Regions from separate parts of the Mus musculus genome. Here region 2 is linked to region 1. A link is a contact called in public Hi-C data. All regions are on one chromosome and are shown on one strand. The core of a region is the stretch at or near the end of the contact, and the rest is flanking DNA. Distances in the headings are between cores, read along the strand shown. Region 1 has its middle 87 kb from the start of Pde3a. Region 2 holds the start of Pde3a (phosphodiesterase 3A, cGMP inhibited).

Region 1 (6,714 bases), core at 2,291-4,790:
AAAAATCTCTCCAAGGTATATCCAGTCACTTGGGTTTGGTTAGTTCCAGATGTAGTCAAGCTAACAACAACGAATAGTATAGGAATACAATATAGAAAATTATTTATTATGTCACAAAATTCTAGATATTTTCAGAAGAAGGACACCTCCCCCCCCCGCAGGCAAGGGCATCTACAAGTGGAAAAATAACACATGTAAAATGTAAAATAAAAGAAACAAATTGTATTTAGAAACTATAGATTTGAAGTACTCAGTGTAAACTATATATTTGCGTACAGAGAGAGATGAAGTTGAAAACACAGATGAGAGTGTATGAAAAGGCTTTGTAATGCATAAAGTATTTACATTTCTCCAAATAGTTGATTAGATAGTAGCCAAAATTTTGAGGCTAGGAATTGCTAACCTATTTATACACTAAAAAACAATTTAGATTATGAACTGTGGAAAGAGAATCAAGGAGATTATCGGAAAGTGACTGTAGGGTTTGTAGAGATGGCTCAGTTGTTAAGAGCACTTGCTATTCTTGCAGAGGACCTAAGTATGGTTCTTAGCACCCTTACTGGGGGCTCGCCATGCCCTATGACTCTAATGCTAGGATTCTAAAGCCCTTTCCTAGCCTACTATAGTACTTAGTTGCACATATGCACACAAACATAGATACATACATCTACACAGAATTATAAATATTTTTTAAAGATTTATTTATTTATTTGTATGAGTACCCTGTTGCTGTCTCGAGACATACCAGAAGAGGGTATCAGATCTCATTACAAATGGTTGTGAGCCACCATGTGGTTGCTGGGAATTGAACTCAGGACCTCTGGAAGAGCAGCCAGTCAGTGCTCTTAACCACTGAGCCATCTCTCCAGCCCTGTTTTTTTTTTTAAGATTTAAATTATAAATATTTTTAAAGAGGCTGTAATGTTGAAGATCATTGCCTGAAAAATGAGATACATTTTAATGTCATGGTCTTAGTTGGTCCCTATAAGAGCATGGCTGATATTCTGGTGGTGGGGACAGGAAAACTGATCATTTGGACCTGAGTTATGTAGGACATTAAAGGAGCTATTTAACATGAGATACATGACTTAAAAGAGGGAGGCCTTATCCATTCCAATACTGGTTGTGAGAGCACTAAAAATAAAACCGTTTTCAAAGAAAAACTTAAAGTTTATAGTTTTACTTATAAAAAAATTATTATGCATTGTCCAAGTAGATAAAAAATGATAATTTTCTGCTTGGCCTAGTTGGCTTGAGTTCTACAAGTTAGAAAAGAGATTAATAAACTGACAACTGAATTTATAGCTTTTAACATGTGCTTGACCTAAGTTGCTTGGGCTAATGACCTCACCTTTTTGGACTGGACTCTCACCCAGTTCCTGAACCCCAGAGGGTTGACAGCTTGCACAACATTTTTTTCCAGTCTTCTCTGTTGGGATGTTACCATGTGTTTTTTTTCCCTCTGTTACTCTCAAGAGTTTTATTCCAACTTCTGTCACTAATAGCTCAGTTGCTTGACTGAGATATTCCTAGCTATTGTCTCAGAAGCTATTGGAAGTACAGAAAAGACAAGGTGAATAAGGACCCTGATATAGCTGTCTCTTGTGAGGCTATGCCGGGGCCTAGCAAACACAGAAGTGGATGCTCATAGTCAGCTATTGGATGGAACACAGGGCCCCCAATGGAGGAGCTAGAGAAAGTACCCAAGGAGCTAAAGGGAACTGCAACCCTATAGGTGGAACAACAATATGAACTAACCAGTACCCCGGAGCTCTTGACTCTAGCTGCATATGTATCAAAAGATGGCCTTGTCAGCCATCATTGGAAAGAGAGGCCCATCGGTCTTGCAAACTATATGCCTCGGTACAGGGGAGCGCCAGGGCCAAGAAGTGGGAGTGGGTGGGTAGGGGAGTGGGGGGGAGGGTATGGGGCCTTTTGGGATAGCATTGGAAATGTAAATGAGGAAAATACCTAATTTAAAAAAAAGAATTATTCCTGGGTTTGGGATGGGTACTGTTCAGTGATAAAGCAGGAAAGATTGTGGAAAATATCCTGATCCCTAGAACATATATGACTGTGAGGAGCCGCCCTCACATTTGCCATTATAAGATGGCGCTGACAGCTGTGTTCTAAGTGGTAAACATAATCTGCACACGTGCAGGGGCAGTTTTCCCGCCATGTGTTCTGCCTTTCTCGTGATGACAACTGGGCCGATGGGCTGCAGCCAATCAGGGAGTAATACGTCCTAGGCGGAGGATAATTCTCCTTAAAAGGGACGGGGTTTTGCCATTCTTTCTCTCTCTCTTGTTCTTGCTTTTTCTCTCTCTCTCTTGCTTTCTTGTTCTTGTTCTTTTTCTTGCTCTTGCTCTTGCTCTCTTGCTCTCTGGCTCCTGAAGATGTAAGCAGAAGATTCCGGTTTGTTGTGTTCTTCTTGGCCAGTCGCGAGAACGCGTGTAAGATATGACTGCTGGGAGGGTATGGTGGACCACCGGTAATTCTAGACTTGGAAAGCAAAGATGGAGCCCCAGCATAAGCTTACTCTAGAGACTAGTTATGCCCACGATTTCTAGGTTTGATGGAGAGGTATATATGCACATATGCTTCTACATACCTGTGTCCATACATACATATGCATATCACAAAGAGACACATATATGCATGTGTATGTGCAAAAATGGGGGGAAATAATTCTTTTAGATTCCCTAAAGTAAATCTCTGAAGCTGCACGGGCACACCCACCACACAACTGAAGCAACAACGCTCCTGCTGCAGTGCTCGCAGACACTTGGAAAATTGTTTCCTCTGTGTACTGGAATCACACTGTAGGGCAGCCGAGCTTTCTGAAAACATTGAAAATTAGAACTAGTTACTCTAAAGCTCACTGATGAAACTGAAAGCAATTGGAGGCAAAAGCCCACATGAAAGCTGCTGGATTTGGCCATCTGTGTTCCTTCAACCGCAAGTGATACACTCACGCACAGACTCACATAAAAATAAAGCTTGAAGATGTTAACATGTAAAGATGTGTATAATAGACCTAGTTTCTGGATATTAGCACAATGATGACATTATTTTTATTTATTAGCTCTTTTTTTGTCTTCTATGCTATTTCTGGCGTGTATAAATACCTGTTACATGGAGACATCGAATATCTGTTGAATAAACAAATGCAAGAAGCATTAAGACTTCAAACTACAGCACCAAGTTCGTGACTTCATTGTGTGTGTAAAAAAAAAAAAACAGCGAAAATGCACAACATTGAAAGTTGGAGTTTTATCATTTCTTAGGCACTAATCCACATTCCCTATATAGGAAATGCTAAACAGGAAGTCATGTCCCAAATTGAGCTAGCCTGGGCAAGTCCAAGAAGAAAGGGGCTATGGGAAGAAAAACAAGTGTGAATATCAACAGGAAAGGATAGATAACTAGTGAGCACACAGAGCTTTAACCCATCACAGAGAAGCTAGCTATGGCCTGAGTGCAGCAGTCATTGTGTCCTGTTTCCTAAGGTCCTCCCACAGCTGTACACTCCTGTGTAGTCTGACTGGGGGAGCTATGAGTCAGGTGTCCTACCCCACAGTCTTAGTCTTAACTACAGATGTTTGAGAATGGAAAGTCCTCCCGTTCTTGGTGTCTGAAGACAGCCCTGCTGGGATACACCCCACCCCTAAACCTTGAATCACTTATTTTATGAAGAGGGTGTAAACAATTCTGTTCTGCACTGTAACAAAAGCTAGATCTCCTTGTGAAAATTTGCTGATGATGTCTGGCCAGATGGCTTTTACATCCTGCATTTCCGCCCTGTGCTGAGCTTTGATGATCCTCAGCTGCACAGGCCCCATGGTCTGCTTAACTTTTTCCCAGAGTGCTGTCAGCTGGGAAAAATGATTCCTTGTGGATTAAACACTGGACGAGTTATTTTATATAATTGTGTCCAGAGAGCAAATTTAAATGAACAAGAATAATGACTGAGCAAACCTTCATAAAGTTCAAATTTAGCATAGGATGACATGTTTTATATTTGTTGTTGTTCTTGCTGCTGCTGCTACTGCTGCTCAATGCCTTCTGCCAGTAGGATGGCTCAGTGGGTAACTGCACTTGCGGCCAAGCCTGATGACCCGAGCATCTGAATTCTATCCCTGGGAACCACATGATGGAAGGAGAGAACCAAAGCCCATAAGTTATCCTCTGACCTCCATACATCTAACATAGGACTCAGGCACACATGTGCTTGCACATGCACACACACACAAAACACAAAATTTAAGTTTTTAAAATTTCTCATCAAAAACTTGTGATTAAAGATAGTAAATATTTTATTTATTATAAATAAATATATGAAAACAAATATATTTTGTATGTATCCATAGGTCATACATGTGTTAGTTGGATAGGTGTTCTGCTTACATATATTTCCATGTGCCACTTGCATGCCTGGTGCCCATGAAGGACAGAAGAGGGCATTGGATTCCCTGGAAAAGTTATGGAATGAGGGTGCCATGAGGGTGCTAGGAATCAAATCTCAGTCTTCTGGGAAAGTTGCAAGCACTCTTAACAGCTGATCTATCACTCTAGCCCTAATATTTATTATCTTTATATTATGCATCATTAACAATAATTACTGATAGCTGACCTGTTTTATATATTCAATTAATGAATATGTATTGTTCATATGTAAATCTATCAACATAAGCGATTAATGTAATTGTTATATGCTTAGTGGCGGACAGGATAAATTGTTTTTAGAAATGTCTGTCTTTTAAAATCTTGTTCCTATTACTTTTTCTGCCCCAGGTATCAAGAGTCACTTTGTCACTTGAGCACAGTTAGCATGCGTTTTCAGGCAGCAGATGCCTGGTCTTACAACATTCTCTCTCCTCCCTGCTTTCTCCAGAATCATCAAGGAATGTTTTTAAATTCCAGAACTATTTCTCTCACCCATCCCACCCAGTTCCTTGGTCCTTGGGAGAGATGATGTCGTCTTCTATCATTTGCTGCTTCCTTGACTCTTTGTCCCCTGGGCACGTGCTGCTGTCTGCAGTGACGCATCACTTCCAAGAAGGGCCCTGAGTGCCATCTGGCTCCCACGGTGTAGCTAAAACCAGTGGGTATCAGTTCACAAGAAGTTCTTAAGAACTATGGGAGAAAACATCAGAATGTTTACACTCTGGGAACCATCCACATATCAGCACACACACAAATCATTGAAACCAGACTGAACAGGGTTGCTGTCTGTATTGTTACACCAAGTATCATACACTGATGATTCTACCATCCCTCCCTTCCTCTTCCCCTCCTTCCCTCCCTCTGTGTTCCTACCAAAAAAGAAAAAACAAACAAACAAACAAGACAATTATTTTAAGTTGCACCACAAAAGTAGGCTATCAACCCTTCCCAAAATAGGATAAAAATAGCTCTTTACATTTATTTATTCATATCTCTCTCTGTCTCTCTCCCCCCTCCTCTCCCTCCTTTTCCATTCCCCTCCCTCCCCTCCCTCCACTCTGCTCTCTCTTTCTTTCTTCTCTCTTCTCTCTTCTCTTCTCTTCTCCTCTCTTCTCTTCTCTTCTCTTCTCTTCTCTTCTCTTCTCTTCTCTTCTCTTCTCTTCTCTTCTCTTCTCTTCTCTTCTCTCCTCTCCTCTCCTCTCCTCTCCTCTCCTCTCCTCTCCTCTCCTCTCCTCTCCTCTCCTCTCCTCTCCCCTCCCCTCCCGCTCCCGCTCTTGCTCTGTCAGGGATGAACTCACTTCCTAGTCCTCATGAGGCAAATGCTCTACCACTGAGCCACATTCCCAACTACAGTGAACTCTAGTGTTTAAAGAGCCACATTTACTATCATCAGCATCTTTATTGCAGAAGGGGATACTGACCTCTCCATGAGTCTGCATCATCTCTACATCAGGAAAACAATGCTCAGCTTTGAAATAACATTGGCTCCCATCATGCTCCGTTCCACTCACACACCCACACATATTAAAGGCACTGCTGTTAAAAAATAGGGTCATGTGGCATACTGTTCAGCTAGACTAAGACTCCACTTCCTGATCGTGTGAGGCATGCCCTTGTCTTCCACCGAGGAATGTTTTGGCTCTAATTTCATTAATGCTACTAGGATTTGTCTGTTTCTAAGAAATATAAAACAAGAATCTTATGAATGCATTTCTGTGCCTCAGTTACAAAATGTCATCCTAACGATTTCATAAAGTGTTAGAAAATGTTGGGGGAAGCGTCAGGAGCAAACAAACTAATATCTAACAGCTGAAAAATCCTCTGTGTCTGCATTTCTGAATGTTTGACTCATGTGTGGAGGTTCTGGAAGATACTGATACTTGGAGACCATCTCTAACAGTTTTGCTTTCTGTGGTGAGGTGTGGTATGTCCCCAGCACCAGGGGTTCTGCACAAAGCTCCCTGGGCAATTCTATCTCAAGCTGAGACTGAGAAACCTCTGCAGGAGTGTGTGTGTGTGTGTGTGTGTGTGTGTGTGTGTGTGTGTGTGTGTGTGTGCTGGGTGCACATGGCTGTATGCATATGCATGCACTGCCTTTGTGTATTTGCATATGTATATATGTGCTTATGTGTGTATTTTTTTTTTCAGAATCTCATCAAAACTTACATTCCTTCCCTTGGAGTACTAAAAGACATTACCTCTTCGTGTGAGAAGAATATGCATTTGGTTGTAGATTTGAAAGTTCTATATATACCTGCTAGGAGTGTT
Region 2 (6,995 bases), core at 1,184-3,683, 87 kb before region 1:
AAAACGCTTACTATATCATAGGGACAGCCTTTCAACCTGAAAGTCATCCTAAGGGGATCATGGGTAGGTATGAATTTAAGTAGAAAAAAAGTGCAAATTTCTATTTAGAGCGCAGAATCAGCTTTCCCAACCCCTTCAACAAATGTCAACCCTGGTGGAGAAAACTGAAGGAAAGAGCTTAGGTACAGCTTGTGTTTAAAATTGGAAATGGTTCTCCTAAAGTATGAAGGGTAAGTGTCCCATGACACTAAAGATGTTTGCAATCCCCTCCCCCAAATAATTACTGGGAAACTGCTGCACACACTTCACTCCGAATTCCACTCCCCCACCTCCTCCTTCCTCCAAGACACATATCGCTAGCAATCCTAAGAGAGTTTGGATCAATACTTCCTGCAAACCCTGAGGAAGTCTCTTGAATGTCTGCCTCTCCATTTGGGTGTATAAACGCCCACGAGGAAGGTTACTTTTCTGAATGAACAATAAAAGCATTGCGCCCAATTCTGTGCCATTCTAAAGTTCACACATAGCCCTAAAGTGTAAAGCCTCAGTTCAGAGTTCAACACAGTGCTGTGTAGCAACTAAAGTATATCTAAAAGCAGACTGGCTGCCATCTGATGCTGTGCCTCTAAACAAGAGTCACTGCGAAAACAGGAGTGCGAGTCCAGCCTCTGACCATCCAGGATGCCTGCCTGGCTACTGAAACTTCCTTACTAGTTTTTGTAACTGTTTACCTGGCACTTGATAAGAAAAAAAAATTATTATCTCTTTAAAGACACAGAAATATAGAAGACGCACGTGCTGAAAGCCACTTGCAATAAATAAATAACTTCCAAAAATTCAGGGAGGGCAGAAATGCTTCAAGAAACGCAGGGACTCAAAAACCAGGTGTAGGAGATTTGAAAACAGGGCCCAGCTGTGGAAGTCTGGGTAAGGCCACTCTGTTTTTTACTTTTTCCTGTTTTCTGTTGTTCTGGCTGTAAACTACTCCAAGGGACAGAGAACGGGCAAAAAAGAAAAAGAAAAAAGAAATCTTTCTTAGTACAGTGTAAAGTTTTACTGTTTGGCAGGCTGGCTTCCCGGCCGCTTGCGCCCCACTCCCTGCACTTTGACTGTTTCAAGTTTCCCAGGAGCAACCCCAAAGGCGCAGCCCCAGCTTACCTGCTCCCTGGGTATGCAGGGCAGGGAGGTCCTCCGGTGAGACTTGCCACTGCAGCCGGACATCTCGCCGGCCACCACCGAGCTGGACCGCCTCCTCCTCTTCCACCCCGGAATCTCTTCCTTGGTCCTCGCGCTCAACTGGGACCCAAACCGCTCCCTGGGCGGAGCCGGCCCGGAGCACTGCGGCAGGATCTGCTCGGCGTACCTGGCCAGCAGCAGCCCAAGCACGGCCGCCAAGTATGCCAGGTAAGGTCTCCAGGCGACCTTGAACCTCTCCAGAGAAACCAGGGCCACCGTCCTAAGCACGCTAGTCCAGGCGACCATGAGGACGCCCAGCCTCAGCCTCAGCACCAGCCATGTCGCGCCACCTAGGCAGCTGAGCAGGACCCCCGCGGCGGGCAGCGACAGCAGGCGACCGTCCCCCACGCCCAAGGAGAGCTGCACCAGCGCTTCCCCGGCGCAGCAGGCGGCCAACAGCGCGACGGCCAGAGGCAGGCGCACCCCGGCGCGCAGCAGGCACAAGCCCATCCAGAAGAAGGCGCACAGGAGACTGAAGAGCAGCGCGGCCGGCTGCAGCCAAGGGCTGAGCTGCGCGCCGCCCCCGGGAGCACCTCCCCGAGGGCCCGGGAAGACGCCCCCTCGGGCTCCTTCCTCCTCCTCCTCCTCGGCCGCCGCCTCCTGACTCTTCTCCAGCTCGCCTCCGACCTCCCCGCCGACCAGCCTCACCAGCAGCGCCAGCAGCACGGACAGGGAGCCCGCGCACAGCGCCGAGGAGAGTTGAGGCGAGCGCCGGAGCGGCTGCAGCGCCAGGGCTCTCCAACAACAGCCGGAGCCCCGAGGGGATGGAGAGGACTCGCCACGATGGCGGTGGTTCCCTCTTGCCACACGGGCGGGACTCGCCCCTCCGAGGCCCGGCTTGGCTAGGTCTTGGGCGGCCTCGCCCCGCACTGCCATGCTCTGCGGACAACCCCCACCCGTCCCACTCGCGCGTCCGCGCTCTTCTCGAGCCCACTCTCGGAATCACTTCTTCCGGATCTACGCGAAGTTTCAGCCTTGCAGAGAACTCAAGAGTGCGAGCTGAAGACTTCAAGTTGGCAGCTAGCAGGATCAGCCTTGGAATTTTCAACCCCCACTCCTCTCCTTTTCTCTTTCTCTCTCTCTCTCTCCCTCTCCCTCTCCCTCTCTCCTTTCCTTTCTCTCTTAAAAGTCCTCCGCTCCACCCTCAGCCAGAGTTTATACCCTGCGGGGTCTCTTCCTACTTCGGGATTTTAACACTTGCTCAACTCACTGAGTGCTCAGGGACCGCTGATGCTGAGGCAGGCTGGGGCACTGGGCGAGCTCAGGCCATCCTTGGGCGTTCAGGGACGGTAGGTGTCTGACCTCCCCTTCCCCCTTCCCTCACTCCCCCCCCCCCCGCAGCATATTCTCTTATTCATTCTCTCTCTCTCTCTCTCTCTCTCTCTCTCTCTCTCTCTCTCTCTCTCTCTCTCTCTCTCCCCTCTCTCTCCCTCCCTCCCTCCCTCCCCCTCCGTCTCCCCACTCCCTCCGACTCTTCCCTCTCCCTCCTCCCCTTTTTCCCCCTCCCCCTTTCTTTCTTTACCTCTCCCAATTTTCCTCTTTATCTCTCCTCTCTCTCGCCCGCTTGCTCTCCTTGGCGGACCTCACCCCACCCCCACCCCGAGCTTGGGCGATGCCCCAGGATGCAGACCCCTTGTTTTGCAGAGGTAGGAAGCAGAGCCTTCCAGCCTCTCTACCCAGTTCATGACAAAAAGTAGGATGAAAGGGAAGAAGGAAGGAAGGAAGGAAGGAGAGAGAGAGAGAGAGAGAGAGAGAGAGAGAGAGAGAGAGAGAGAGAGAGAGAGAGAGAGAGAAGAGAGGGGGAGGGAGGAAAGGAAGGAAGGAAGGAAGGAAGGAAGGAAGGAAGGAAGGGAGAGAGGAAGGAAGGAGAGAGAGAAGAACTGAGACCTATTGCAGAAGTTGCTAAGTTTCACCCAAGAACACAGTGTGAGGAGAGGCTGCAGTATCAGAGAGGAGGAGGGAGATCCGTGAGCTGGTGAGTAACCGGTAGGAACAGGAAGAAAGTGAGGCCCTTTTCTTGTTTTTCTTTAAATAATCATCTTTCCTTTTGATGCATGGTGGCTGCTGTTTTTGCAAGGGAGAAAACAGTGGAACTGAGTGCTTAAAACTCCAAGAGAGGCCTCTGCAGGGGCCACAGTTCTGCCTCTTGCTGGGTTTTAAGGGAACTCCCTAGGAACTCCCTAGGCTCAAGCATGGCAGTTATTGCTCAGGGCTGGACTACTCCATTTCTAGAGATGGGTCCTACCAGCTAAAGAGAGGGGGTGGGTGGGGGTGGTCCTGGCAGCCCTGATGCTGGGATTTGTGGATGGCTCTGAGGGATGAAAGCTTGCATGCTAGCTCATGTTCTTGAAAAATGGCACTTCTGTCTGAGCTTTTAACCAGGAGAAGATCCTGGGCATGAGAGTGTGCCCTCCCTCAGGATAGCTGGAAACCCATCTCAAAGGCTCATTCACACTCTGCTCCAGGTGGAAGGTCTGTTTGCCACAGAGAAGCCACGCCCATCTTTTAAAGCTACATTTTAATTATTTGTGTAAGTCTGTGTGAGAGATCACAAGACAACTCAAGGGAGTCAGCTCTCTCCTTTCCAAGGCCCAGAGGACTAAGCTAAGGTCTTTAAGCTTAATGGTAAACACCTTCCCTGCTACCCACTGAGACATCTTGAAGGCCCAAACATGCTTTTCTTAGTGTTTCTCTACCTCTACCTATTCTAGTCTATGGAAGAATCTCAGAGTTACCTAGTGCACAAAGCCAGTTTTTTTTTTGTTTGTTTGTTTGTTTGTTTTTCATACAGGCAGGAAATATAGAGTGAGAAGAATAAAAAGATGAGAAAGGAATAGAGAGATGGCTCAGCAATCAAGAGCCCCTACTGCTCTTTCAGAGAACCCAAGGAGTTCCCAGCACCCACATCTGGTGGCACAGAGCCACCTGCATTTAACTCTAGTTCCAGGGGATCTGATGCCCTCATCTGGACTCCACAGGTATCTGTACTCACACATATTCACACATAACAAACAAAAGGACAGACAGGCAGAAAGAAAACTTTTAAGTAATTTTAAAAGTCTATCTGGGAGTGCCAGGACATATAACCCCGGGATCTAGAAAGCTGAAACAGGAAAAGTGTTGGGAGTTAGAAGACAGCCTGCAAGACAAATGGAACACTGGGGGAAAGTGTATCCCTCTCCCCAACTCCAGAGCACAAGTATCCTTAGTCAACAGTTACTGTTTATGTGTGGTAAATTCTACTATTTGCTGAGCTTCCTCTGCAGAGCTAGGAAGCCCAGCTAGTGACACACACCCACAACAAACAAAATCCCTCCATTATTAATGATTTCATGATCACATACCACAGTGACCATGTGGCATTTAGAAAACCACGATGCTAACTTCATTGGCAGTCTATGCAAAAGAATTCCGGATCTGCTCAGTATATTCAAATGACATCAAAGTGTTGCTGGAATAAGAAGTGTCAACTCTTGCTCAGCTTGAATAGTGACTGACTGGGTGTCATTTGTCTCTCCCAAATAATAATAAACTGATGTTTGTCTCAATTATCTTGGTGCTTCAGGTTAAAGTGTGTTTATAGCTTGGAGGACTTGGGTAATTGGCTCAAAATGCCACTGTGTTTTGTGTGTAGCGAAAGAGCAATAAAATATTGCCAAGAGGAGATGGAGGAAATAAAATGGATTCATGGGGGCAGTGGGAAAACGTGGCTTATGTTGTAGATTCTTTTTTTATGGGAAACAGCCTACTGCAATCCCAGCTGGGCATTCACAAAGCCTTTAGGCAAAAAGGAACAGGAGCGGGTGTGACCAGGCAGCCAGCTCCCCTCTGTCACATGTCCAGAACTATGCCACTGCTCAGGAGCATGTGTTGGGCAGCTAGTCAACGGTGGCAGTGGCACCATCTGTCTAATAATTAAGGAAACAGGAGTAGCATCGCCTTTGCTGAAGAAACTCGAGCCCCCTAGCATGCACGCACACTTCCATGAGTTTCCATTTTACCCAAGATTCAGCTGCCAGAGCCTACCTGGGACCCTTGAAAGTGAAGAGCCTGCTGCCCCTTGGCATGGGGAAAGCACAGTAAATCAGAAATCTGAGCATATGTTGTAAAGCTTGCAGGGGGTCGGGGTGGGGGTAGAAGCAGAATTGGGGATGAAAGAATATTTCCATGTTTCTCCATCTTTGACGTCCACACCCATTTAGTTTTTCAGGTAAAGTAATTACATATGATCATCCAAACAGAGCTCTCACAAGATTGACAGTGGATATGGTTTGAAAGCTGTCATCAGCGGACTAGTGAGATCTCAGTAGGTAAAGGAAATTTCTGTGCAAAGACCTTTGGACCTGAGCTCAATCCCAGGACCACACAAAAAGAGACGGAGCTCCTCAAAGTTGTCCCTAATTGCCACATGCCTACATGGCAGACGAATGGCCACACGTGAACATTTCTTTCATACTGCTAATATAAGTGTTTTAGTAAAACACTTGTCATTGACTAACAGCAAAACATCACTGAATCTGTGTGTTGATGGCATTATTGGAGCTGGTCATTAGTGTAAAACGAAACAATGTCCTGGCACCTGGCTTTCTTCCCATTTTTAAGAAAAATTACAATCAGAAAGTTAACTGTCCCACTCAAAGACAAGAAGGTCTATTTTTCTGCCTCTTAACCATTCCAGAACCCAAGGAAGGTATTGAAAGCTGGCCAGATGTTCTTGCTAGAAGCAGAAAGTTGCAGGGATAGACAGGATAGAAGTAGGGAAGTGAACGGTGGCTAGCGGTTATCAGTCAGGTGAGTTAAATGAGGCCGGCCACAGTCTAGGAGACAGCTTTGAAGCAGCCAAATATAAATATTGCCCTTTGAAACAGGTGACTATTCCTGATTCAGGAAAGTGACCAAAAACTAACAAACAAGAAAAAGATGACCCACACATAGGTAACACAAGAAACTGTCAGAAAGCCCCCTACTCAGCCAGGTCCAGCCAATGTGGCTTGATTGGTTCTTTGCGAAAATCCTTTGCATTTTGCCAAATATAAATATACTCAAGGGGAATGTCCTGAACATTTTAAAAGATTTCACTCCTCTGTGTGGCTTCCTTTGTTCTCCACTACCTCTCTGACCTTCATGCATTTACAGTGAGCTGCCACTGAGTGGCTAAACTAGGCAGTGCCTTATCATCCGGCCTGCCACTCCACCCTTCCACCTACACACCCACTTTCTTGGCCATCCGCTCTTGTCCCTGGAAAGAACACATTGCCTTTGACTCTTCTTTGATTCGCTCACTACACTTCCAGACTACTAACAAAAGCACTTGCTTCTGTTTCTAAAGGATGACCTGAATATCTCTCTTCTTTGCATCCCTTTTACAGTAACCAAGTAAAAGTTCCTTACTATCCCCAGCTAAGATAGTTGCAATAACAACTGGTCTCGTCCTCCTTTTTCTATGGAGCATAATGATAGTTCAAATATATAAGTGGATGATGGTGTATCTCCTGCTTAAAACCGTGCACGGTCTCTCATTGCACCAGAGACTCCAAAGGACCCGGGACAAGCTACAAAGTCCGCCATGATCTTTCCATCCACTGACATCTGACCTTCTGACCTCTTCCTGTTCTGGCATTCCCACGTTACTGCCCCAACTGTTACAATGTCCTCCTCTCACATTGTGGAGCAAAAAATAAAATTATATTTTAAGTAAATATGACCTTGTGATTTTAATGTCTTCCCGACAAAGTCTGCTTAGACACTTGGCCTTTCTC

What was found. A called contact is a pair of places that touch in the nucleus more often than the background predicts.
Region 2: a contact with region 1 is called in a Hi-C map of uterus, with 2.4 times the contacts expected there. The contact joins the promoter of Pde3a here to the enhancer-like site in region 1. A contact is called at or near these places in 2 of 39 promoter capture datasets (both in liver), 10 of 484 Hi-C or Micro-C datasets (embryonic fibroblasts, liver, muscle stem cells and 2 more), 1 of 115 datasets of contacts at active chromatin or transcription factors (neural progenitor cells) and 1 of 9 other capture datasets (adipose tissue).

Annotation. Positions count from the first base shown.
Region 1 is chr6:141,158,892-141,165,605 of GRCm38.p6, reverse strand. No RefSeq gene overlaps it. Among named protein-coding and RNA genes, the nearest start is that of Pde3a, 87 kb to the left of the region's middle. Within about 2 kb of position 3,540, at least 9 of the 459 cell types and tissues checked have an H3K27ac peak or open chromatin away from gene starts, as enhancers often do. A contact at or near this core is called in uterus, where this site is marked.
Region 2 is chr6:141,244,707-141,251,701 of GRCm38.p6, reverse strand. It overlaps Pde3a (phosphodiesterase 3A, cGMP inhibited), which reads right to left and starts at 2,433. Exons shown (of 16, transcript NM_018779.2): 1 at 1,159-2,433. The coding sequence starts at 2,112. It overlaps Gm28523 (a long non-coding RNA gene), which reads left to right and starts at 1,047. Exons shown (of 2, transcript XR_378118.4): 1 at 1,047-2,525; 2 at 4,028-6,935.